Linked DNA regions of Sus scrofa: regions 1 and 3 are each linked to region 2. Evidence: chromatin contacts called from public HiChIP or PLAC-seq and promoter capture Hi-C data. All regions are on one chromosome and are shown on one strand. Each heading gives the region's core, a stretch centred on a gene start, on an enhancer-like site or on the middle of the called end of the contact. The rest is flanking DNA. Distances are from core to core; before and after follow the strand shown.

Region 1 (4,037 bases), core at 1,476-3,975, 1.6 Mb after region 2:
GGGAATGCAGGTCCCATCCCTGGCTTGGCTCAGTGAGTAAGGATCCAGTGTTAAGGATCCAGTGTTGCCATGGCACCAGGCCACAGCTGCAGCTCCAATTTGACCCCTGGCCCAAGAACGTCCATAGGCCATAGGTACAGTCATAAAAAGAAACAATAAAATTTTTTAAAAATTTAAAAAGGACCACCTGGAGTTCCCTTAAGGCTGTGACACAGCAGGTTAAAGATCTGGCATTGTCATGGCAGCAGCCTGGGTTGCTGCTGTGATGAGGTATAAGCCCTGGCCCAGGAACTTCCACCTGCCAAAAACAAAATAAATAAACAAATAAAAAATAAAAATAAAAAGGACCTGTCTCTGTTTGAAATCTTTCAAGTCTATTGGAACCTTTATTCCCTTTATAACCTTGCTATTCAGAGTGTGGTCACTTGTGAGCTTCCTACAGATTCCCAGTCCCATCCCAGATAGTCCAGTCAGGGTCCATCAGAAAAAGAGAACCAAAAGGGTGTGGTGTGTGTGTCAGAATTATTATAAGGAACTGTTTCATGCAATTATGAAGGCTGGCAAGTCCAAATCTGCAGTATGGGCTGGCAGCCTAAAGACCCACAGGACAAATGAAGTCTGTGGCAGTCTGCTAGAGAATTCCTCTTTGTTCAGAGGGTAGGTCTTCTCCTTCTATTCAGGCCTTAGATTAAGTGAATAAGGTCTACTCACAAGACAGCAGGCAATCTCCTTTTACCCAGAGTTCACCAATCTAAAGGTTAACCTCATTCAAAAACATCCTCCTTTTAAGTTGACACAAAATTAACTGTCACCAAATACTGTGTTATCACGTATATGTGGACTCTAAAGAATAAAACAAATAAATGAATATAACAAAACAGAAACCGACTCACAGATACAGAGAACAAATCAGTGGGGATAAGGTACCAGGGGGAGGGGCAAGACAGGGGTAGCAGGTTCAGAGATACAAACTACTCGGCATAAAATAAATAAGCTACAAAGATGCACAGCACAGGGAACGCAGCCAACATTTTATAATAACTTTTTTTTTTCTGATTTTTAGGGTCACACTCACGGCATGTGGAGCTTCCCAGGATAGGGGTTGAATTGGAGCTACAGCTGCCGCCTACACCACAGCCACAGCAACACCAGCTCCGAGCCGCATCTGCAACCTACACCACAGCTCACATTAATGGCAGATCCTTAACCCACCGAGTGGGGACCAGGGATTGAACCCACAATCTCGTGGTTCCTAGTCAGATTCGTTTCCCCTGCGCCACAACAGGAGTACCTCTAATAACTTTAAATGGAGTATAATCTATAAAAATTTTGAATCACTAGGTTGCATACCTGAAACTAATATATTGAAAATCAACTATATCCCAGTTCTGCAAAATCAATGTAATTTACCACATTAACAAATTAAGAAATAAAAAACAGATTTCCCACTGTAGTACAAAGAGGTTGGTTGCAGCGCCAGGAGGTAGGTTCCATCCCTGGCCTGGCACAGTGGGTTAAAGGATCCAGAATTGCCGCTGCTGTGGCTCATGTCTGAGCCCTGGCCTGAGACTGCTGGGTGGCCCAAAAATGTAAAAAATTAAAATTAAATTTAAAAAATAAAAGCCATATAATGATTTTTTAAATGTTTAATTAAACCACCACATCACACCTGCTAATGCTGAACCTGCATTTTAAAAGGAACTGCCTTGGTGATTTCCTGCATTCAGGTTTAAGTGGCATTGCTCTACAAGATTCCCAAAGGGCCAGAATCCTCAGAGTTTAAAATCTACATGATGATTTCAGTAAACTCAGGAACAAGGCCTTGTTCTAGTTTTAACATGATAACCTTCCTAGCATTTACCATCTGGAGGTCAGAGACGCCTGCAGGTGCCACCCTTCCCAATGGACCCTCTCAACTTGTTTCCACCTGGCCACTCTTCGGACCTGGCTGACTGCACCGGCGGCTTTTGAGCCTTCCCACCTACAGCGAACTCTTGAAGAGCATCTCCTTATGTTATTTTCCCTTTCATCTCCAGTTCATTCTTACCCACGATAACTGCCTGTGGTCACAACAGCTCTGTTCCACCCCCACTCCAACCCCCCAAGGCACGCCAGTGCATTTTCTTAGTGCTTCTAGCTTAGCAAATGCCAAGCGAACCTGTTCCAATTAGATCTGTGGAGACATAACATATACGTCAGATGATTCCATAGGGTGAAAGTATGAAACTGTTGTTATTGGGTTATTTGACCTACAAAATGGGCAACTGCATAGGATTCAACGATGTTTCTATTCACTGTTTTCCTCCTCAAAAGCGATCCTCGGGGCAACATGCTACCAGGGTTGCTAATATTCATGGCAATTCACTACTTTAACTGAACACAAACACACCACCCACCCCAGTTTGGTCCAAGCCCTCCCCTCAACAATGCGAGATATAAGCCCCCACCACCCGCCTCCGGGTTCCCAGCCACCCCTGCTCCCAGAGGGGCAGCACCAAGCTTCACAAGGCAGCGCACAGGAGGTGAGCACCATCCTTGAGGGCGCCAGCGACCCGGCCAGCCTAGACCTTGCGGCCAGCGGATGAAAGGAGAGAGCCAGCACCTCGCAAGGGGACGCCCCGCCAGCAGAGCAGCCTGAGCGAAGATGGCGGCGGGGGCGGGGCCTGCGTGCCGCCATGGGCGGGGCCTGCGACAGGACGAGGCCGAAGGGCGGGGCCTGTGACGGGACGGGGCCGGTGGGCAGGGCAGGCTAGGGGCGGTGCCAGCGGTGCCAGCGGCCCTGCGCTGCCGGGGGGTTTCGGCAGTACCACCGAAGCTCTCTTTTCCGCGGGGTGGTTTGCACAGCAGCTCCGCGGAGGTGTCATGAAGTCCCCGGTCCCCGACACGACCCCGAGCGACTGCGAGGAGGGCTCGGACTGCACGCCGCTCCTGCAGCACGCCCCGCGGGCGGAAACCGGTGAGCAGCTGCTCGACCGAGGAAGCTCGGGCGGGCGGTGGTCCCAAGATGGGGGTGTCCAGAGATGCTTAGGCCACAGGGGACTGAGGACCAGGAGCCCACTCACGGCCCCCAGCCTTCCCAGCTCGGGTGCTCAGAAGCCGCTCTGGGGCCCAGGGCGCGGATGGGGCTGTGAGGCCAAGCCGGGCCGGGCGGAAGCCCCCGGGCCTCGACAGGTGCGGCCCCGGGGCCTCGGCAGGTGCAGCCGGCGGACCTACGGCGGGGCCTAAGGCAGCTGTACGCTGCGGGCTCTGGGCTCCCGGCGATTTTTGGTAGTATTGGGCAGGGAACCCCATGGAAGACGAACTGGGGAAGAATTTGGAAATTAATGGTCAGAGGGCGAAGCGGAGGATCCTGGGGAAGAGTGAACTGGAGGAAACCTGCAATTGAAGGGTAGAGGGTGGGATCGAGCCGCGGCTCTTCCTCCCTGTCGCTGCCAGGTTGCCACAGCTGCTCCTCGGCATGTGATCTGGTAGCGAGCTCCCTAGGCGTGGAAGGGAGACGAAAACGGGCTGAGGTCAACATTTGTGAGTAAATAGAGGGAAATGATTGGATAACCGGTGAGCGAATATCTTGAAATTATGCAATAAGAGAAAAAATGTATTGCATACTTTTTTTTCCCCTCTATAGCTAAGTCGTAGCAGTCTATGATTTAAGTTAGGAGACAGGTTATCCTCAAGATAGGCAAGCTCTCCATAAAGATCTAAAGTAATTTGCCCAAATCTTGCAACAAATGGAAAAGGAGGAACACATCTTCCCAGAATTTAGGGAAATTAAAATAGATTGCTATTTGATACTTTTTTTAAAGAAATTAAAACTAAAAAATAAACCAGTTTGCAGACATTCTATACCTTCAAGAAGAAACAGAGGAACATGAAAAAGAAACATGAGAAACAGAGTTGACTTAGAAATTTGACTTTTCTCCACCAAGACCTGTATAGTCTGTGCATCTTTTAAATTTGTTTTTAACGTTACCAGATGGTGGCGGTAGAGGTCGCAACACTGTAGCTCCATCTGGCAGCTGGGAGCCTATTTTCCTGGA
Region 2 (4,620 bases), core at 78-2,577:
TAGATTACCTCTGTTAAGCAGTCCTAGGGGAGTGGTAAGAAACTCACATAATCTCTGTTTTTGAGAAGTTTACTATCTAGTTGGCTAGATAAAACATAAGAGCCTATACAACTTTAACAATTTCAAATTACAGACAGTCCATTTTAAAAAAATCAATATGCCCCAGCTATTGGCATCTGGTAATTGTCCCCAAGAATTTGATGACAATGCATAATAGAGTGGAGAATAAACCAGGTCCTTTTCATCCCAATCTGGGGAAGAGATGAATTGGGTATTTGCAATTTATAAATAATTAGGTATTAAAGTTGGTGAGGAAAAGAACTTGAAATGGGACCAGGTAACTTGGTAGTTTTAACCCTAAAGATTAGAAGGAATAATAATTTCAATATTACTGATTTTATCTGCACATTTCATCTATGCTGAACACATATATAATCTATTTGAAATGCCAATGGAATAATTAAGAGTTTGTTTAAAAGGTGTGAAGATATTTATTGTAGTGCAGGGTAGATGGTTTTATATTTATACCTGCTTAGGGTGGGCACTTAGAAGGTGGCATTATTTAAGCACGATTGATATCGGTACAGTCATTGCTGGGCCTAGCAACTCTCTACATGGAAAGTGCCCTGCTAGACTGAGACAGCAAGATCTTTCATCCCATGTCTGGTGTCTCGATTAAAATCTCCTCCTCTTTTCAGCGCTTCCCAAGACTCAGAAACGAGCGAAGTTTCCACAATTCCGCGACCCTGTCTGTGGAAGTGCCGCTTGCACGAGCAGCTCCGCAGCCTCCAAAGGTCTGGGATGAAAACTATTATCCCGCCGCAGCTTTTCACAGCCGCCTCTGCACAAGGAACGGTAATGCCCCCCAACCGTGCCTTCGGTGGAGAAAACTGATTGTATTCGTGTAAGAGGAGTTATCCTTTCTATTTTGCATTTCATCCAGCTCCACAGTTTATAGAGTTTGGCCAAACTAGTGTTCTAAAGAGTGGCGCAAAGGCTGCTCAGAGTTTTACGCCTTCCCGTTCAAAACACACACATAATGTTCTGCGGTAGCCTGGTCTCACAGTGATTTTGTCTAAGCTGTATAGAAGAGTACTGAGGGCTCATTCCCCGCCTCTCTGATGTCAAAAGCATTTGCTCCTCCCCAGGTGGAGCTCTCGGGAAGCTCCGGAGTGAGATCGAGGCATCGAGACATACAGCGCACCGCCTATATCAGTCACAGCCACTCGGCCGCTCTTTCGCTCCTTCCGCGGTCTTCGGTTGAAGGAGCGCAAGCCCCGCCTCCGCCCGGAAGCACTAGTTTTCCAGGCGCTTGCGCGAGACCTGAGGGTAGTTCCGCTTCCGGTGTGTGGGTTGCCGTTCGTGGTATTCAGTTATCGCGGTTGGTGGGTCGTGACTGAGCCAAGATGCTGCGGAATCTGCTGGTGAGGGCCATCTCGGCCGGCCTTCGTGATGTGGGGTGGGAGGGTTGGGAGCGGAGGCTGAAGGGAAGAGACAGAAAAGCCTCTCCTGAGGGGAAAAGAGAGGGAGAGGGCGGCTTGGGTCCGTGTCCTTTCCGGTGACCTTACTCTTTCCGTCTGTGCATCCGTCTCGACCCCGCTGTGCTGGGTAGTTGCAGGGGAGGGGGCGAGGCTGAAGAGGTGCCCGGAGTTCTGTGCGTTAGACAAACCTTGGCTTCTTGGTCGCATCCCTAACGTTGTCGGTCCAGGTGAGAAGTTCCTGAGACTCGATAGCGTCAGACCCAAAGTTGCTCTGATAGTGAAAGGGTGCAGTCTCAGGCGTTCTGAGCTTCGCAAGCATGAGAAGGCAGTTTAAAATGCAAATCATTCAATTTTGTCCGGGACTTAAGGAGCATTCGCAGCCTAAGGGTTGGGTTGCTTCCATCAGGCGCTTCTTCAGTGTCCTTCACTCCCCCACCGACTTTGAGCAGGTGAAATATTTTCCCAAAATTTTGAAAAAAAGAGAAAATGTAACAGTGATTATCCAGTAAGGCTTTACTTCTCAATATGTCATTTATTTTAGAAAGTGGAGTGCCTATTTTATTATTTAACTGGATATGTAATGTAAGTCGCTTTTTTGGTAAGACTTACACAGGAAATGTAATGAGGAAAGCATTTCAATGAAGCAGGAACCATGCCAGTTTATTTTGATGTCAAGTAATAGGTTTTTAATAATGGTAAGTATTAAAAAAAAAAAAAAAAAAAGACTTTGGGAGTTTCCATTATGCCACAGCGGAAACGAATCTGACTAGGAACCATGAGGTTGCGGATTGGATCCCTGGCCTTGCTCAGTGGGTTAAGGGTCCGGCGTTGCTGTGAGTTGTGGGCTACGTCGCAGACGCGGCTCCGGATCCTGCGTTGCTGTGGGTCTGGCATAGGCTGGCAGCTACAGTTCAGATTAGACCCCTTAACCTGGGAACCTCCATATGCTGCGGGTGCGGCCCTAAAAGGACAAAAGACAACAACAACAAAAAAGACTTTGACCTTAGTGTATTTTGTAACCAGTCTTTATTTTTTATTTTTAGTTTTTTTGTCTTTTTGCCGTTTCTTGGGCCGCCCCCATGGCATATGGAGGTTCCCAGGCTAGGGGTCGAATCGGAGCTGTAGCCACTGGCCTACACCAGAGCCACAGCAACGCGGGATCCCAGCTGCGTCTGCAACCTACACCACAGCTCCTTAACCCACTGAGCAGGGCCAGGGATCGAACCCGCAACCTCATGGTTCCTAGTCAGATTTGTTAACCACTGAGCCATGACGGGAACTCCCAGTCTTTATTTTTTAAATATCTATATATCAGTATGTTTCCCTCATAAGTTCAGGTAAGGATCTCCTTGAATGTGGTCTTTAGATGCTTCAGAATGTAATGTAAAGAGCGGTGACTGGGTAACAAATAGGAAAACCTTGTACTTATCTAAGACTTTGTTTATTGACAAATCAGATATGTTTTAACTTTCTGTTTCCCTTTTCTGTAGTGTTAAAGATTAGATGTGTCTGGTTTTGAAGGTTTTTAAGCCCAAAATCTGTTTAATGCATATGGGTTTTTTATTTCAGGCTCTTCGTCAGATTGCCCAGAGGACCATAAGCACTGCTTCACGCAGGCAGCTTGAAAATAAAGTTGCAGAGAAACAAAAACTATTTCAGGTACTGAAGTGTTTTATAAGAAATTGTTTTTTGTTCTAAGTAGATTACCAAAAGTTGGAGATAGAAAGTAAACCTGGAGAGTTCTGATTGTTAGCAATCCTGTTGTATTAGCAGAATAATAAACAGTCTATGGATAGCTAACTGGACAAGTTCTATAACCAGGAGGCCCTGGGAAAGCAGAAGAAATATGGGGGGAGGGTGTAGGTCAAAGACACTTTCTTTTGGAGGAATCACATTGGGTTGGCCCTCTTTGGGGTAGATGCCCAGTCATAGACAAAGAGACCATAGAAAGGGCCTGGGAACAGAATGGATGTATGTGTAGAAACTCAATATATGCTCTAGAAGCTATTTCATATTGGTGGGGAAAGGATACAATAAATTGGTATTGGAAAAACTGGCTGTTTTGAAGAAAATGAAATTACATCCCTTCTGTGTTATATATTGAGAGATTAATTGCAGATATAAATATTTCTCCCTCAAAAAATATTAAAAGAAAACATGAGACAGAGTTCCTATTGTGGCACAGCAAGTAAAGGAGCTTCCATATGCTGCTGTTGCTGCCAAAAGAAAAACATAGCAGAGTTTTTTCCAGTTGTATTGAGGTACAATTAACAAGTAAAAATTGTATGCATTTATGTCGTACCTGATTTTTAAGGTGTACGGTGGGGTGTTTAATGATGACCACAGTTAAGTTTGGTCTTAGGAGTCATCCTAAGGCAGTCTCTAGAAAGCCTGGAGGTTTTAAAGGAGAAAAGTTTCTTTTTTTATTGTTATTTTTTGTATTTTTAGGGCCGCACCCACGGCACATGGAGGTTCCCAGTCTAGGGGTCAAATTGGAGCTGTAGTTGCTGGCCACAGCCGCAGCATCGCCAGATCCTTAACCCACTGAGTGAGACCAGGGATCGAACGTGTGTTCTTATGGATGCTAGTCAGATTTGTTTCCACTGAGCCAGGACGGGAACTCCTTAAAGGAGAAAAATTTCAAGCCTTGGTAACATGAAAATTGAAAATGTATTTATGGTTACAAGAGAAGTGAAAAATTGAGAGCATATTTTTAAAATTAACAACATATTTAATACTAACAAAAGGCTAATATTGTGAGTATACAAAGAGCTCCTATAAATCAGTAAGCAATGCAAATTAAAATTGTAGGCTCCTACCTTTTCTTACCTGATTGTCCAGATGTTAGAGAGATTTAAGATAGGTTATGATAGGCAGGTGTGGGAGATAAGATGTTGCTGTACAGTACTCTGATACATGCTAGGTAGTGGTATTGGTAGTGGTATCTCAGAGCAGATTTGAAAGTATCATTCATTAGAAACAAATTACATACTTTATTATCTAGGACTCTTACTTTTAAGAATCTTTCCTACAGAATAATAGCATAAATATATAAAAATAGGAGATAAGCTCTATTCATTATGGAATTTTAATACCAAAAAAAAAAAAAAACCAATAAGCTAAATACCCGTTAATAGAG
Region 3 (4,667 bases), core at 962-3,461, 1.7 Mb after region 2:
GAATTTGTGAAAAAAAAGCTAGAAATATAGGCATTATTGAAAAGGCTTTCATTGCTAGAAAAAGATTAGTTATATATGTTCCTAGAGAAACTTTACATGGCTTAGTTTCTTTCATGAAAACGATCTCAAAGTTCAAACAAGGATACGAACTTTTTTTTTTTTTTTTTTTTTTTGGCCTCACTTGCTGGCCAAAAAAAAGACCAGGGATCAAATCCCATCCCTGCAGCTGCAACCTACACCACAGCTGTGGCAACAGGAAGGTCCTTAACCCACTTTGCCACAGCAGGAACTCTTAAACCTGAATACAAACTCTTAAACCTGAATTTTTTTTTTTTTTTAGAAATTTACATCTTGGGAGTTCCCGTCGTGGCGCAGTGGTCAACGAATCTGACTAGGAACCATGAGGTTGCGGGTTCGATCCCTACCCTTGGTCAGTGGGTTAAGGATCCGCTGTTGCCATGAGCTGTGGTGTAGGTCGCAGGTGCCGCTCGGATCCCGCGTTGCTGTGGCTCTGGCGTAGGCCGGCGGCTACAGCTCCGATTAGACGCCTAGCCTGGGAACCTCCCATATGCCGCGGGAGCGGCCCAAGAAATGGCAAAAAGACAAAAAAAAAAAAAAAAGAAAAAAAAAGAAATTTACATCTACAAAGAATGGTAAAAGATACAGGAAAACTATTTCAGAAAACCTTTTAAAAAGAAAATAAGCTATTGGATGGTGAAAAGAAACTAAAAGGACTGGAAAAACTAGATTCTACAATGGAATAGAAAGTAAGGAAGCACCATACAAATTTGCTTTTAACTACTTCCCATTGCTCTATATATTAGTTTCCCTTTTCCAATTAGATTGTGGGTTTCTTCCCCCAAAGGAAGTATTTCTTTTGCATATGCTTCGGAGCCACTCTTAGCTCTGGCCACATAGTAGGTTCTCAAATATTTGTTGATAGATTGGCTCAAAAAGTTGCAGTAGTGCTCTACACGTGGAAGAGACGATCTAGTAATTAGCTCATTTAAAATAAAGGTTCCTCTTTCTTCAGGAATATTTTTGAATATCTGCCTGATTGCCAACCAAAAAGGCCTCATCTTGTCTTGCCCTGGATTTATGCCTAAAATGCAGTCACAATGGATAGGACGACAAAAGATGAAGCCGTTTATTCAAATGGGATAGGCCATTTTTGAGAAACAGTGATTTCACAGCAAACGTTGGAGTAGTAAATTGGGTGGATAAGCTTCCTGGCGCTGTAGATCTTAGTCTCTACTTGAGATCGTGTATAAGCACTGAACTCAAAAAATTCTTTTTAGGTTTTTCATGCTTGCAACCAAGAGTATACACTGGAAAAAAAATGTTAATAGGAGGGTAGACACACACTCAGGGTCTTAAACGTAATAAAATTAGGATTAGAAGTAAAGAAAACTGTAGTACTTAAGTCTATTCTAAACTCAAAAACTGGACGTCTGGAGTACCACGTGGTGTGTAGAACGAACTTAGATAAAAGAACTGAATGGAAAAAGCCAAGAGGTCAGCGCAGGAGCCTGTTCGCCAGGCTGTTGGTCAGCAAACTGAGCCACTCGCGGATTCTCGGCCCTGAAGACCGCCCCGAGGCCCCTGCCGCCGCGGTTCCCCGGCCTTTTACGCCTCCCTCTCCAGCCGGAAGGGGCGCGGACGGCAAGGGCGGTGGAGAAGCCCCGGCAGAGGAAGCGGCTCCAGGGGTTAGTCCTTAACCTGCGAGACCGCAAGACTGAGGACCGGTGGGGTACTGCCGGGTAAGGGCTCCCATCTCGGTCCAACTTTGCAGTTAAGCTACGACCGGTTCAGGGAAGATTCTGGACGCCTCCCCGCCGCCCCACCCCCCAGCTGTGCGGAGAGTAATTCATACAAAAGGAGGACTCTCCTCAGCCAGGGAAATCCCAGGGACCGTCGATAAACTCCCACTAAACCTAGAACCGAGTGAGCGCTCGACCCCGCCTCCCACCCACCAGCAGTCGTCATCCTCCTGGTTGAGAGGAGCATGCGCCGGGCGCCGTGTGCTCGTCAGTGGGCTGAACGCACATCGCCCACGGTCCCCGAAGATGGGGGGAGGGGACGGCGGTGGAACCGGTGCCGGGTGGAGGTGGCGCGGGGTAAACTGGGAAAGTGGTGTCGTGTGCTGGCTCCGCCCTTTTCCCCGAGGGTGGGGGAGGACCATATATAAGCGCCGTGGTCCCCGCGAACGTTCTTTTTCGCAACGGGTTTGCCGCCAGGACACAGGTGAGTACGGGTGTGGCCTCCGTCCGCATGGCCTCCGCCGGTGGCCACGGCCTTAGCGTGCCTCCCGGCCCCCCGCGCGTAGAGGGCTCTGCGCCCTGGTCCTGATTCCGAGCTGCGGGCGGGGGGAGGTGGAGAACTCGAGGCCCTCCGCTCTCGCGGTTCCCTACCGCGTGCCCGGTGGCGGCCTGCTGGGGCGCCGTGGCCGCCGCGTGCGATCCGCGCCTTCGCGCCCGCCCCGTCTGTCTTCGCGCTCGAGTTCGGCCGGCAGCCGCGTGTTACTGCCAGGGCGGCCCAGCCGAGGCCGCCCAAGGTGGCCTCCGTGCCCGGCGGTCCCGGGGCAGACGGCCGCGGCGGGGCGGGGCGGGCGGTCGGAGACCCAGCGCCCCGCCCGGGCGGGCTGCGAGCGCGGAAAGATGGCCGCTCCCGGTCTCAAGATGGAGGACGCGGACGGCGGGCGGCGCACAAAGGGCCGGGCGGTGCTGCCCGCGCCGCTTCCCGGGACTCGCGGCCCGGGTGGGGGAGGGGCTGGGCGCCGGGGCGGCCCCGTTCGCTGGGTGTAGGCCGGGCAGGGCCCGCAGGGCGCCGGTGCTAATGCTCCCTGGAGTTTGCCCTTGGCTGTTGGGGTTGTGCCTGAGTCTCCGGTCGTCGGGACAGTAGTTTAAAGAAGGTTTTTGTCGTCTTAGGTGTCGTGAAAGCCATCGCTAAAAGCTAAGCAAAAATGGGAAAGGAGAAGACTCACATCAACATCGTCGTCATCGGACACGTCGATTCGGGCAAGTCCACCACTACTGGCCATCTGATCTACAAATGCGGTGGGATCGACAAAAGAACCATCGAAAAGTTCGAAAAAGAGGCTGCGGAGGTCGGTAAAGTAACGTCAGCAAATTAAGTGGTAGTTCTCTAAAACTAGTGTATATCTGACTTGAACTAGTACATTGCAAAGTTTGCTAAGTGGCTTAACTCCAGCCAAGTTTAGGAGATGGAAGTGAAACCTAGCATTGCTTCCAAGTGGGACTAAGGAGTTTAGTTACCGAGTAACCCTTCTTAATCCCTGCAGATGGGAAAGGGCTCCTTCAAGTATGCCTGGGTCTTGGACAAACTAAAGGCTGAACGTGAGCGTGGTATTACCATTGACATCTCCCTGTGGAAATTCGAGACCAGCAAGTACTACGTGACCATCATTGATGCTCCAGGACACAGAGACTTTATTAAGAACATGATTACAGGCACTTCCCAGGTTTGTAGGATTAAGAACTCCTGAGAGTAACATTTTGAGTTATCTATAAATTGGCGAAACCATGGATCTGTCCTTTTTGGAGAGGTTTTCACAGGGTGTGGCCTTTTTTTCTTTTTTAAAGGCTGACTGTGCTGTCCTGATTGTTGCTGCTGGTGTTGGTGAATTCGAAGCAGGTATTTCCAAGAACGGGCAGACCCGTGAGCATGCTCTTCTGGCCTACACCCTGGGTGTGAAACAGCTCATTGTTGGCGTTAACAAAATGGATTCCACTGAGCCACCCTACAGCCAGAAGAGATATGAAGAGATTGTAAAGGAAGTCAGCACCTACATTAAGAAAATTGGCTACAACCCTGATACAGTAGCATTTGTGCCAATTTCTGGCTGGAATGGTGACAACATGCTGGAGCCAAGTGCTAATGTAAGTGGTTTTGATGAGTTCTCAAAACTTAAGTCTGGGAAGGGATAAGTTTGAAAACACTAATTGATGATCTTGTGTTTTAGATGCCTTGGTTCAAGGGATGGAAAGTCACCCGTAAAGATGGCAATGCCAGTGGAACCACACTGCTTGAAGCTCTGGATTGCATTCTACCACCAACTCGTCCAACTGACAAGCCCTTGCGCCTGCCCCTCCAGGACGTCTACAAAATTGGTGGTAAGTTGAACGTTACACTCAGCTGGTATGGGTTGCAGTGATGTTTGTCTTCATACGAGATAATTATGCTGTGCTGTGAATACTTCAGGTATTGGTACAGTCCCTGTGGGCCGAGTGGAGACCGGTGTTCTCAAACCTGGCATGGTGGTCACCTTTGCTCCAGTCAATGTTACAACTGAAGTCAAGTCTGTTGAAATGCACCATGAAGCTTTGAGTGAAGCCCTTCCTGGGGACAACGTGGGCTTTAATGTCAAAAACGTGTCTGTCAAAGACGTTCGTCGTGGCAATGTGGCTGGTGACAGCAAAAATGACCCACCTATGGAAGCAGCTGGCTTTACAGCTCAGGTAACACTTCAGTGACAGGTTTTTAAACTGCCAGAACCTTAACTGTCTAAATGTCTAAAATGTGCTAAATGCAAATTTTCTCCCTAAGGTGATTATCCTGAACCATCCTGGCCAGATCAGTGCTGGTTACGCACCTGTGCTGGATTGCCACACAGCTCACATTGCCTGCAAGTTTGCTGAACTGAAGGA

What was found. Promoter capture Hi-C pulls out the DNA fragments that hold promoters and counts their contacts. HiChIP or PLAC-seq counts read pairs in DNA pulled down with a chosen protein or histone mark.
Region 1: a contact with region 2 is called in an H3K27ac HiChIP or PLAC-seq map of alveolar macrophages. The contact joins the promoter of SLC17A5 here to the promoter of COX7A2 in region 2. A contact is called at or near these places in 2 of 5 promoter capture datasets (fetal liver and liver) and 2 of 2 datasets of contacts at active chromatin or transcription factors (alveolar macrophages and skeletal muscle).
Region 3: a contact with region 2 is called in a promoter capture Hi-C map of fetal liver, with 4 times the contacts expected there. The contact joins the promoter of EEF1A1 here to the promoter of COX7A2 in region 2. A contact is called at or near these places in 2 of 5 promoter capture datasets (fetal liver and fetal skeletal muscle), 1 of 47 Hi-C or Micro-C datasets (epiblast stem cells) and 2 of 2 datasets of contacts at active chromatin or transcription factors (alveolar macrophages and skeletal muscle).

Annotation. Positions count from the first base shown.
Region 1 is chr1:92,284,096-92,288,132 of Sscrofa11.1, forward strand. SLC17A5 (sialin) reads left to right here and starts at 2,726. Exons shown (of 11, transcript XM_003121410.4): 1 at 2,726-2,956. The coding sequence starts at 2,863. It overlaps LOC106506626 (a long non-coding RNA gene), which reads right to left and starts at 2,691. Exons shown (of 3, transcript XR_002344120.1): 1 at 2,603-2,691.
Region 2 is chr1:90,695,419-90,700,038 of Sscrofa11.1, forward strand. COX7A2 (COX7A2 protein) reads left to right here and starts at 1,328. Exons shown (of 4, transcript NM_001097484.1): 1 at 1,328-1,424; 2 at 3,051-3,140. The coding sequence starts at 1,407.
Region 3 is chr1:92,419,740-92,424,406 of Sscrofa11.1, forward strand. EEF1A1 (eukaryotic translation elongation factor 1 alpha 1) reads left to right here and starts at 2,212. Exons shown (of 8, transcript NM_001097418.2): 1 at 2,212-2,244; 2 at 2,928-3,106; 3 at 3,302-3,481; 4 at 3,603-3,899; 5 at 3,983-4,133; 6 at 4,222-4,478; 7 at 4,567-4,667. The coding sequence starts at 2,963.